Linked DNA regions of Callithrix jacchus: region 2 is linked to region 1. A link is a contact called in public Hi-C data. All regions are on one chromosome and are shown on one strand. The core of a region is the stretch at or near the end of the contact, and the rest is flanking DNA. Distances in the headings are between cores, read along the strand shown.

Region 1 (4,862 bases), core at 253-2,752:
CAATGGCCCTCTGTGCACAGTCTTCCTGGGTATTGATCAGGTCCCATTCATGCTGCTCCCCCGACTGAGCAAGGCTGCTCCCTCCCCGGAAAGCCAGAAAGGAGCGCATCTCTGGGAAGGGGCAGGCAGTGGAGAGGCCGCTTCCAACTAGAACTCTGTTCTGTTTCCATTCCTGCGATCTCAAGGTCTCCCTCTTGTTTTAAACATACTGCTCTGCCTCCACTGAAGCCAGTAAAGACCTCGGGGTGTGTTTGTTTTCTATAGAACTGGCCTCACAGGCATGGACACCATTTTAACCAACTTTCTTAGAATGATTCCTGCAAAACCAGAATCATTTCAAAGTGGAACTCTGTTACTGTTTATAACAAACATTCCTAAATGTCATTCTGATTCATACCTTTGTAAACTGTCCTTTGCTGTGGGCACATATTAAAATAATATAATTGCAATGTGCTCTTATCAGGATATAATTATTTTCTCTTGGCATTCATGGGTCACCAAAGGGACAAGAGTGGCATGGCTCAAAAGGTACTGTACTAAGGTCCAGGAGACCTGGATGCAGAGTCCACGCTGCTGGTCACCGCAGGGTGACCCTGGACATGTCACTTTCTGTCTCTACTTCCCATCTGCAAAACGAGGGGACAGTCTCTGCCCTGTTCTCTAACCCAATTAAAGCCTTAATATGATGGCAGGCAGGACAGATGAAACTGAGGAGCCACAGGAATTTGACATCTTGTGTGGATACTGGTCCTTTCCCTCCAAGGCCTGACCACACTGTCCCAACCTGTCTCTCTGGTGGTTTTACATTCCCCAGGCAGCACTAGGGAGGCTTCCTTGCCACTCCCAAGACCCGTATCCAGTTGGGTCTTGACTGGAATGAAAAGTAATTTTTAAAGATCCTCTTGATTAAAGAGTTCCAAGTTTTGTTGACTTCATTTAGACACCAGGTTTCATGGGGGCAGAAGGAAAGCTTATCACGGTACAGCAGCCAGTCTTGGAAATGCCAAAATCAGGAGACCTCATCTGCAAACTGAAAGTGCAGACCTGGCCCTGCACCTTCCAAGAGCACAGGCGGCTGCGATGCTCACCAGTGAGCAGCTTAGGTTCTGCCTGCATCTGGTGTAAGGTTAGGACAACAGTACTGAGACTGGGCTGGATGCCAGAATAAACGAGGGCACGTCACAGCAGCCCACGGGAACACCGTCCAGGTTGCTCCAGGGCCATTAATTTAAAAGAAAGTAAATGAAGAGACACTAAGATCTTTAGAGGAAAGCAGAAGGAATGGAAACTTCAGTGCTCTGTAAAAGCTGTTGTGCTTTCACAGCCAAGCCCAACTTCCCTTTAAAGGGGTCCCTACTATTCTTAGCTCCGGGGCTGCAACAGCTATAGAGCCAGACACACAGCAGGAGGAATCAAGTTCCTCACCTGCTGCCCACAGGGGGCTCCCCACAGGGGGCTCCCCACACACTTCAGTGGTTGGTGAGCTGGGATCATAGGTCTTGACTGCACAGCAGCCCACTGTGGAAATGGCTCTTCCAACCTTTTCTACACCTCCACTTCTGGAGTTTTCTAAAGTCACTGCTAGCAGAATGCCCAAGTGGCTTTAGTAACTATGCTATGTATATGCCACCTAAGCATGGTCTTGTCAGTCAAGAGGGCTCTTCCTAGATTCTTAAGTCACCTGATACACAGACAGAGGTCATCTGAAGACCCAAGTGGGGGGATTTCGGAACCCAGTGTCCACTGCTCCCAGGCAGCCACACACCCAGCCTGCTGCTGGGTGGACCAGGCTGGCTTGAGAATTCCTATCCCGCTGCTGGCCCAGGAGGCCGACTTATAGCCAGCTCTGCTCTCTGGTCTCCTGGTGCAGCCAGCAGGAAGCTGCTACCGACTGTCCTGAGAGCCATCTGGAGCTCTGGGGAAAGGGCAGGGCCAGCAGCAGCCTAGGCCGAATCACAAAGAGGTCTGGCCACACTTTCTACTTCCTGTCTGCCAAGAGCCCTGTGTACTCAACCAAAGCCCCCATTCACCCTGTGGGGGCTTCTCTAAAGTGCCTTGGTGCCCCAGGTCCCTGGCCTTCCCTTGTCTGCATCCCACACAAGACTCTCCAGCTCAGAGAGGCATCTCACTGAGGGGAAGGGAAGGAGAGCAGGAGGACTCATGCATTCACCTGGGGGCCCAGGGCACCTGCGAGGGGACCCTATCTCCCTCCCTCCTTGGGTTGTTTGCTCATTAATACAAATTCAGCAGGGAGAAACTCTGCGTCCACGGGAGGTTTCTAGAGGGAGTAGTTCTCTTAGGCGGTTCTCAAAGGGATAAGGGGGCACCAAAGCCTCCCCCCTGCCCAAGGCATTTAGGGATCTGTGGGGCCAGGGATTCAAAACATCTTGCCACACGTGGGCGACCTCCCAGGGTAGGATGCCAACAGCACCCACGGGCCCACTGGCCCCACTGAGCAGCTCTGTCAGACAGGGGAGGTTTATGGCTGCAGTCCCTTCCCTAGAAGAAGCTGAGAAAGGCAGGGGGAAAAGGTGGGTGGAAACCTCTGTTGCAAGGGCTGAGGCTCTCCCTGCGTGATTGTCTGCAATTTCTTTTCAATTGTCCAGACCCATAAGAGAATCTCACCCTAGATCCCAAGCCCTGGGCAGCCCTTATACCTGGAATTTCCAGGCCACAGCCCCCATTCCTGGGGGAAAAGGCAATTCGAGGGTCGGAGAGCCCCAGAGCAGAGCATCACGGATGGGCTCCAGGGGACCTCAGACCAGCTCCTGCTGGTTCTCCTTCTCCCTCCCTGCCCCAGGGCCACCCGAGCCCCAGCTTGGTTTTGACCACACAGTGACATTCATGTCTGATAACTACCCAGCACAGCAAAGATGGTGCATCATTCAACAGGGTCCCAGCTATGCTGTGGGGTTTGATTAAAACACTAAATTCTGTGTACATGTTTAATTGAACAGATATTTATTAAGCACCTACTTTGTGCCAGGCATTGTGCAAGGCACCCTCACTGTGTGCTGTTCGCACAGCACAATCATCTGCTCAGAAATTAAAACCAAGAAAAGGAACACTGTCGCAACCATACAAACTGGGGGTAGGGGCCAGTATCGCAGAGGCAGGCGGTTCCCGGGCCAAAAAATGCACTCACCGGGAGCTTGTTTTCCATCTCTCAATAAGCCTCCACTAAACAGTAGTTTCAAAGCCTCTCGATGTTGATGGAGAGGAATGTTGTTCTCTCTGTGCCCCCCGGGGCTGGTGCCTGGTGGACATTCAAATACTCTGAATGCTATTCAATAAAAGGAGCCTGATGGCCTGGTGTCAAGAATATCAGTATTTGGATTAGAAAATGTGTTTTTTCAGTTCATATGGTTGCAACAGCCCTTATGAAAGATATAAACATCCCTGCCCTAACTGCATAAATGTTTAAGGTAGACCTAGTTCTGGATTCCTGAGTCAGAATCTTCCAGTTGTCCACAACCTCACAAGGCCAGAGAAGTGAGAGGAGATTTCTATCCTGGAAAGGAGTGAGTGGACGGCACAACTGGTTTGGAAACACGACAAACTGTGCCTGCATTTACAGAAGCAACGCACATAGGAGAACATTCTAGAGCTATCTGGTCTCGCACACACACTTGGGACTCACAGGCGGGGCCCGGGCCTCGGCCAGCCCTAGTTATCGGTGCCTAGCTTGGAGAGGCCTCGGCGGAAGTCGTGCAAGTCGTCAATCTTCCCATCCAGCACCTCCAGGAAGCTCTTCAACTCCACCTTCAGGTGGCGCTGTCGATATTTGCTCTCCTCAATGTCTGTCTTTAAGGAACGCACTTTGTCTTCCAGGTTTTGATTGTCTCTCTCTGCTGCCTGGCAAAGCAAAAGGGAGAAAGGTCTGGAAAACTGAGTGACAAGAGTCATTCTTCTAACCCTGCCACAGCTGAAACAAACATTCTCCATCCCACCTGAGGGCCTGGGCCAGGGCCTAAGCTCCCTAGAGCATGCTAAGCCCCCAGCACACATGTGACCATGACCTCAGAAGGGAAGCGGCAGGCACTTCAGTGACCTCCTCCTTTCCTGTCTGCTCTCCTGCAGAGGGGCCAACACCTGGCCCAAAGACCCAAGACCCAACAAAGCAGGCAGAATGCAGCAGGGAAAGTCTGAAATCCCCGTCCAAGTGGCTAGCAGAGACCACATTTCAGTTCCATCCTGAGACAGAACAGATGGGAGAGTGGCTTGTTACCCTGGTCCCACAGAGGCGTGGCCTCCTCAGCCAGGAAGGACTGGCCGTGCCAGTGACTCAAAGACAGCCAGTCTGTGCACCCTCTGATGCTGTTACCATGGAGACTGTGGTGCTGGGCCCCACAAGCCTATAGAGCCACATCTAGGTAAATCACACGCAGGTTCTCAAAGACAGGACAGCTGTGAATCTTAACAGTAAGTCTTGCATTCTTCATATCAAATAAGAGCTTTATGTTGAGGGCATACATGGAGACTTTTCTGAACATGTGTACAGGAACCAGTTACCAATCCCAGGGTTGTTAATTACACGAAGCACATGTGTATTTCAGAGGGCCTGCAGGGAAGAGACTCTCTGAGGTGGAGGAGGATCTGAAAATCCTCATTTTAGGAATCAGAAATCTGAGACTAGAGAGGAAGGCCTGCCCAAGGTCAGTGCGCAAGGTCACTGGCAGGGGAGTGACTGAGGTGGCCCCACACCCTGACCCTGGGCTCTCAGGCCACCCCCTCCCCGCTCCTCACCCCCACCCGGGTTCTGCAAGGAAACAGTCAATACCACGGTGATGCATAGAAACCCTCGTAGAACTGGAAAAACCAAAAGACCAGTGCTGCCAAGTCTGCCCCGGGGGCAGGGGTGG
Region 2 (5,062 bases), core at 1,951-4,450, 140 kb after region 1:
TCCTTGATTTATGATGGGGTTATGTCCATATAAGCCCATCATAAGTTGAAAATATTATAAGTCAAAAATGCTAATCTATCAAACATCATAGCTTAGCCTAGCCTACCTGAAACATGCTCAGAACACTTACATTAGCCTATAGTTGGGCAAGCTTATTTAACACAAAGCCTATTTTATAATGAAATGTTGAATATCTCATATGATTGACTACTGTACTGAAAGTGAAAAATAGAATGTTTGTATGAATACTTAAAGTACATTGCTACTAAATATGCATGGTACCATGGCAAAGTCACAAAAATCGTAAGTCAAACCGTCCCATCGGGGACCATCTGTACACCAGTGATTTTAACTACTGTTTCTTCATGAATGACTCACACATTTACATATTTGGGCAGAGCCTCTGTTTCCTGAGCTTTCGTCTTGTATTTCTAACGACTCCCCAGAAACTTTCTCTTGAATATTTTACCACTATCTCAAATTTTACAAATTTATTTGGGCTCTGAATTCATTTTTGCCTTAAAGCCAATTTACCTTATGGACATTCCTTTTCAGCCCCAATTTCTCAGGCTCAAAAATTAGAGTCTTTCCTGATTTCCTTTTTTGTTTTGTTTTGTTTTTTCAGACAGAGCCTTGCTCTGTCCCCCAGGCTGGAGTGCAGTGGTGCAATCTCAGCTCACTGCAACCTCTGCCTCCCAAGTTCAAGCAATTCTCCCTGCCTCAGCCTCCCAAGTTGCTAGGATTACAGGCACCCACCACCATGCCTGGCTAATTATTTTGCATTTTTAGTAGAGACGGGGTTTTACCATGTTGGTCAGGCTGCTCTTGAACTCCTGACCTCAGATGATCCTCCTGCCTTGGCTTCCCAGGGTGTTGGGATTACAGGTGTGAGTTACCATGCCTAGCTCCTTCCCTAATTTCTACCAATCTTTTTCACCCATCATCCACTCAGTAACTAAGGATAGTGCTATAAGTACTATAGTACTATGTGCTAACCAATTGCGCTACTGGGGCTCCAAGATAGTATTATTCATTTGTTGTAACCTTGGTTTTTCTACCTCTTACCTTTACTACCCAACACCAAGACTATCCTATCTTCTCATCCATGCTATCCTATACACTTTTGCTAGGTTAATGTTTCTAAAAATTACATGGAATATTGATAGTTCTGTCATTCATTCTACAAATATTTACTGAGTGCTAACTTCATGTAAAAAGCACAACATGGGGCTGGGCTCAGTCCTGTTATCCCAGAACTTTGGGAGACTGAGGTGGGCAGAGTACTGGAGCCCAGAGTTCGAGACCAGACTGGGCAATACTGCGAAATTCCATCTCTATGAAAAATACAAAACTTAACAGGGTGGTGGTGTGTACTTTGGTGGTGTGTACCTGTAGTCCCAGCTCTCGGGAGGCTGAGATGAGAGGATCACCTGAGCCCAGGAAGCTGAAGCTGCAGGAAGCCATGATCGTGCCACTGCACTCCAGCCTGGGCGACAGAATGAGACCCTATGTCAAAAAACAACAATAACAAAAAAAACCCAACAATGTTATACACTCCAGAATGTAGATATGCACCAGAAGGGCTTGTTTACAGTTTAGAGGGGGAAAGACTTGCCCATAAATAATTTTAGTTCAAAGTTAGAAAGTGGTAATAAATACATGAAGTTCCAAAAATATGAAGGGCTCTCAATATAAAGAAAAATTATTTCTAGAGTTAATTTTAGAAAAATTATTTCTAAAGCTTTAAATAATGGACAGAATTTCAACATTTGGAGATGATTGGGAGGGACAGGTATTTCATACAAGGGACATGAGCAATCTATAAAAATGTAATGGCCGGGCACGGTGGCTCACGCCTGTAATCCCAGCACTTTGGGAGGCCGAGGCGGGCGGATCACAAGGTCAAGAGATCGAGACCATCCTGGCCAACATGGTGAAACCTCGTCTCTACTAAAAATACAAAAAGATTAGCTGGGCGTGGTGGCGCATGCCTGTAGTCCCAGCTATTCGGGAGGCTGAGGCAGGAGAACTGCTTGAACCCTGGAGGCGGAGGTTGCAGTGAGCCGAGGTGGCTCCACTGCACACCAGCCTGGCGCCTGGTGATAGAGCGAGACTCTGTCTCAAAAAAAAAAAAGTAATGATTTATGCATGAAGTACTTCACAAGGTCTGGTTTACCACTTACTGAGGGAGAATGGAAGGGGAACAGCAGAAAATAAAAAAAAAGTTTTGAATCCAAGTTAATAAACTTGACCTTTAATCTACAGGCAACAGAAAGCCATTGGATCAGCTATTTTGGATCACGGTGGTGCTTGAAGATGACTACACCTATGGCGAGTATATGTAAGATAGGCTAGTAGCAGTGTGATGCTAGAGGCAGGACATCAGTGAGAAAGGTACATGCATTTACACCGTTCAGGGGATGGTTATGAGAACTTTGATTAGGTGGGGGCAGTAGGTAAGAAGATGCTGGAATCACTGTAGGGGTACAATCGACAGGACTTGGCAAGTGATGGGAGCATGAACAAAAAAGAAAGGGCATCAAATCTGTCATCAAAGTTTCCAAGTTGGCTGTATTAACAAAAACGGATGCATAGCCTGGGAAGCAATTTGGGAGGGAAGAGGCCAAGCTTTGTCGGGATATTAAGTGTTTATACATTTGCAGAACATCCCAGAAGGCAGGGCAAGGCTCCTGGAAGTAGCTGGATACGGACAGCTGAAACTGGAGCACAGAGGAGGTATGTTTCCGCAAAACCACATACTAAATGGACTATAGAAATCTTACTACCGAAGCTTGCCCGGGCAGGAGAGAAAACTTAAGCATCCCTTAAGTCATCAGTAATGTCTACTCTTCATGGCCTGCTCTCACCTGAGTTCCCCACGAAGACTCCGGAGCAGGCGGCGGGAAGGAGCCTTTCCCTCCCTTCTCCAAGATTCCCAGAACTTCCGTCTCTACCCGTCACCGGCTCCCAGTCAAAGTGGCTTAATAGACAGCGACGTTTTCGACTGCCCAGCCACCAGGCAGGCTGAAAGCGCAAGGCATCATCCATCTTTAGACAGCTACTTGCCCACACCTCCTCGAGCTCTGGGCGTTGCGCCAATATTTAAAGAAGCGCTCTGTTGCAAAGCGATCTACACAACGAGCCTTAGTTATCGCGAGACTTGACAGGCAGTCTAGCTTCAGCATCGATCCGCCGGAAGCGGAAGTCGGATGGTTGTCTGATTCTAGAGGAAGGGGCTCAGTTACATTGGAGGTCTGGAGTTCCACGGCGTAGTTGGCTAGAGACCACCTCTCCTGTGGTCTCTTAGTGTCTCGCGGGCGGGATTCAGCCCGAGCTGGATAGAGACAGCCCTTCGCGGGTGAGTCGCCCCGGACGCCCGGGAGGAGGGAGCGGGGCGACCGAGTTGGATTGCCGGTGAAGTGTCCTCCGCCTGTGCGGTGAATTTGTACTCTTTGCGAAACCGAAAGCCATTTGCCTCTCACGGCCCATAATTTCCCTCACTTCTGAAAGTGTAAGGTGCTTCGGAAGGGAGCAGATCTGCTAGAACCTTGGTAAACAAGCTGTGATGTGCCTTGAGGACAGACTGGAAAACGCAGTTGAAAAGTCTGCATATCGTCTGTTCTCTACGCTCACCTCCTAGGGCAGCGAAACCCCATTCTGGTTTCAAGGGTTAGTCGCCCGCAGCCGAAGTTTTTTGTGGTTTTATTTGTGGTGAATAAACTAGTAGTGTTCGAGTACAAATCTGAAAGGCTTACCCTAAAAGAACATACATACTTTATGAAGTTCTTATTCATACTTGAACTATTTTGCTTTTGAATGCCCAGAGGACAAATCTTGTAGCTTCTAGCTCTTCACTGTGAGAGCCAGTTCCCTATTTGGAATATTAGCTTTGGAAGTCTTTAGAGTACTTGTTTTGTTTTTTGTTTTGAGACGGAGTCTTTCTTTGTCGCCCAGGCCGCAGTGCAGTGGCGCGACCTCAGCTCACTGTAACCTCCGCCTCCTGAGTTCAAGTGATTCTTCTGCCTCAGCTTCCTGAGTAGTACGGATTTACAGGCGCTTGCCTCCACGCATGGCTAATTTTTTGTATTTTTAGTAGAGACGGGGTTTCCCCCTGTTAGCCAGGATGGTCTAGATCTCCTGACCTCGTGATCCGCCCGCCTTGGCCTCCCAAAGTGCTGGGACTACAGGCCTGAGCCACCGCTCCGGGCCTTAGAGCACTTTTACTCCAAATCTTTCCTTGAGTAAGACGAAAATGCATCACCCTCCCCTCCAAACACCTTTTGAGAGTAAAAGTCAAGTTTGTTTTCTTTCTCCCACAGATTTAACCTAAACATTAAGCAATACAGCTGCCTCAAATCTTTGGGGTAAGTAAAGCTTGGGTCAATTAACATTCTATTTAAATTCCGTTCTCAGTAATAAACAGTTGATATTTGTTTACATGCATGTGGGTGGGGAATCGTCGGAGAACATATGAGAACATAAAAATGGAGTAGCACTTTTTACTTACCTTATGATTTTTACTGCCCATCTGGATTAGGCATGAGTCATCTTTTTAGTGATTTCTGTGATCCTGATAGAATTCTAGGCATGATTTTAATTAGCTGAATTTATTTGAAACTCATTCCTCGGATTTGAGAATTTGACAGATAGTTTGCCAATCCCAGACACACTGAAAGTCTTTGATATTTGGTATTTGATAAAGCACGCTAAGAACAATAGCCTGAAAGTGTCAGTCTGGGTGCGATGGCTCACGCCTGTTATCCCAGCACTTTGGGAGGCCAAGGCGGGCCAATCACCTGAGGTCAGGAGTTCAAGACCAGTTTGGCCAACATGGTGAAATCCCATCTCTACTAAAAATACAAAAATTAGCTGGGCATGGTGGTGTATATGTAATCCCAGCTACTCTAGAGGCTGAGGCAGAAGAATTGCTTGACCCTGGGAGACAGGGGTTGCAGTGAGCCGAGATTACGCCATGGCACTCAAGCTCTGGGCAACAGAGCAAGACTCCATTTGGAGGGGAAAAAGAATAAATGGAAAAGAAAATAAGACAGAGTGTCTATAT

What was found. A called contact is a pair of places that touch in the nucleus more often than the background predicts.
Region 2: a Hi-C map of skeletal muscle shows a contact between it and region 1, with 2.8 times the contacts expected there. The contact joins the promoter of RAMAC here to the enhancer-like site in region 1. A contact is called at or near these places in 2 of 3 Hi-C or Micro-C datasets (both in skeletal muscle).

Annotation. Positions count from the first base shown.
Region 1 is chr6:24,117,774-24,122,635 of calJac240_pri, forward strand. It overlaps HOMER2 (homer scaffold protein 2), which reads right to left. Exons shown (of 9, transcript XM_008998485.6): 9 at 2,945-3,855. The coding sequence ends at 3,667. Among named protein-coding and RNA genes, the nearest start is that of FSD2, 39 kb to the left of the region's middle. Within about 2 kb of position 1,503, at least 6 of the 16 cell types and tissues checked have an H3K27ac peak or open chromatin away from gene starts, as enhancers often do. A contact at or near this core is called in skeletal muscle, where this site is marked.
Region 2 is chr6:24,257,579-24,262,640 of calJac240_pri, forward strand. RAMAC (RNA guanine-7 methyltransferase activating subunit) reads left to right here and starts at 3,201. Exons shown (of 4, transcript XM_078326898.1): 1 at 3,201-3,358; 2 at 4,320-4,364.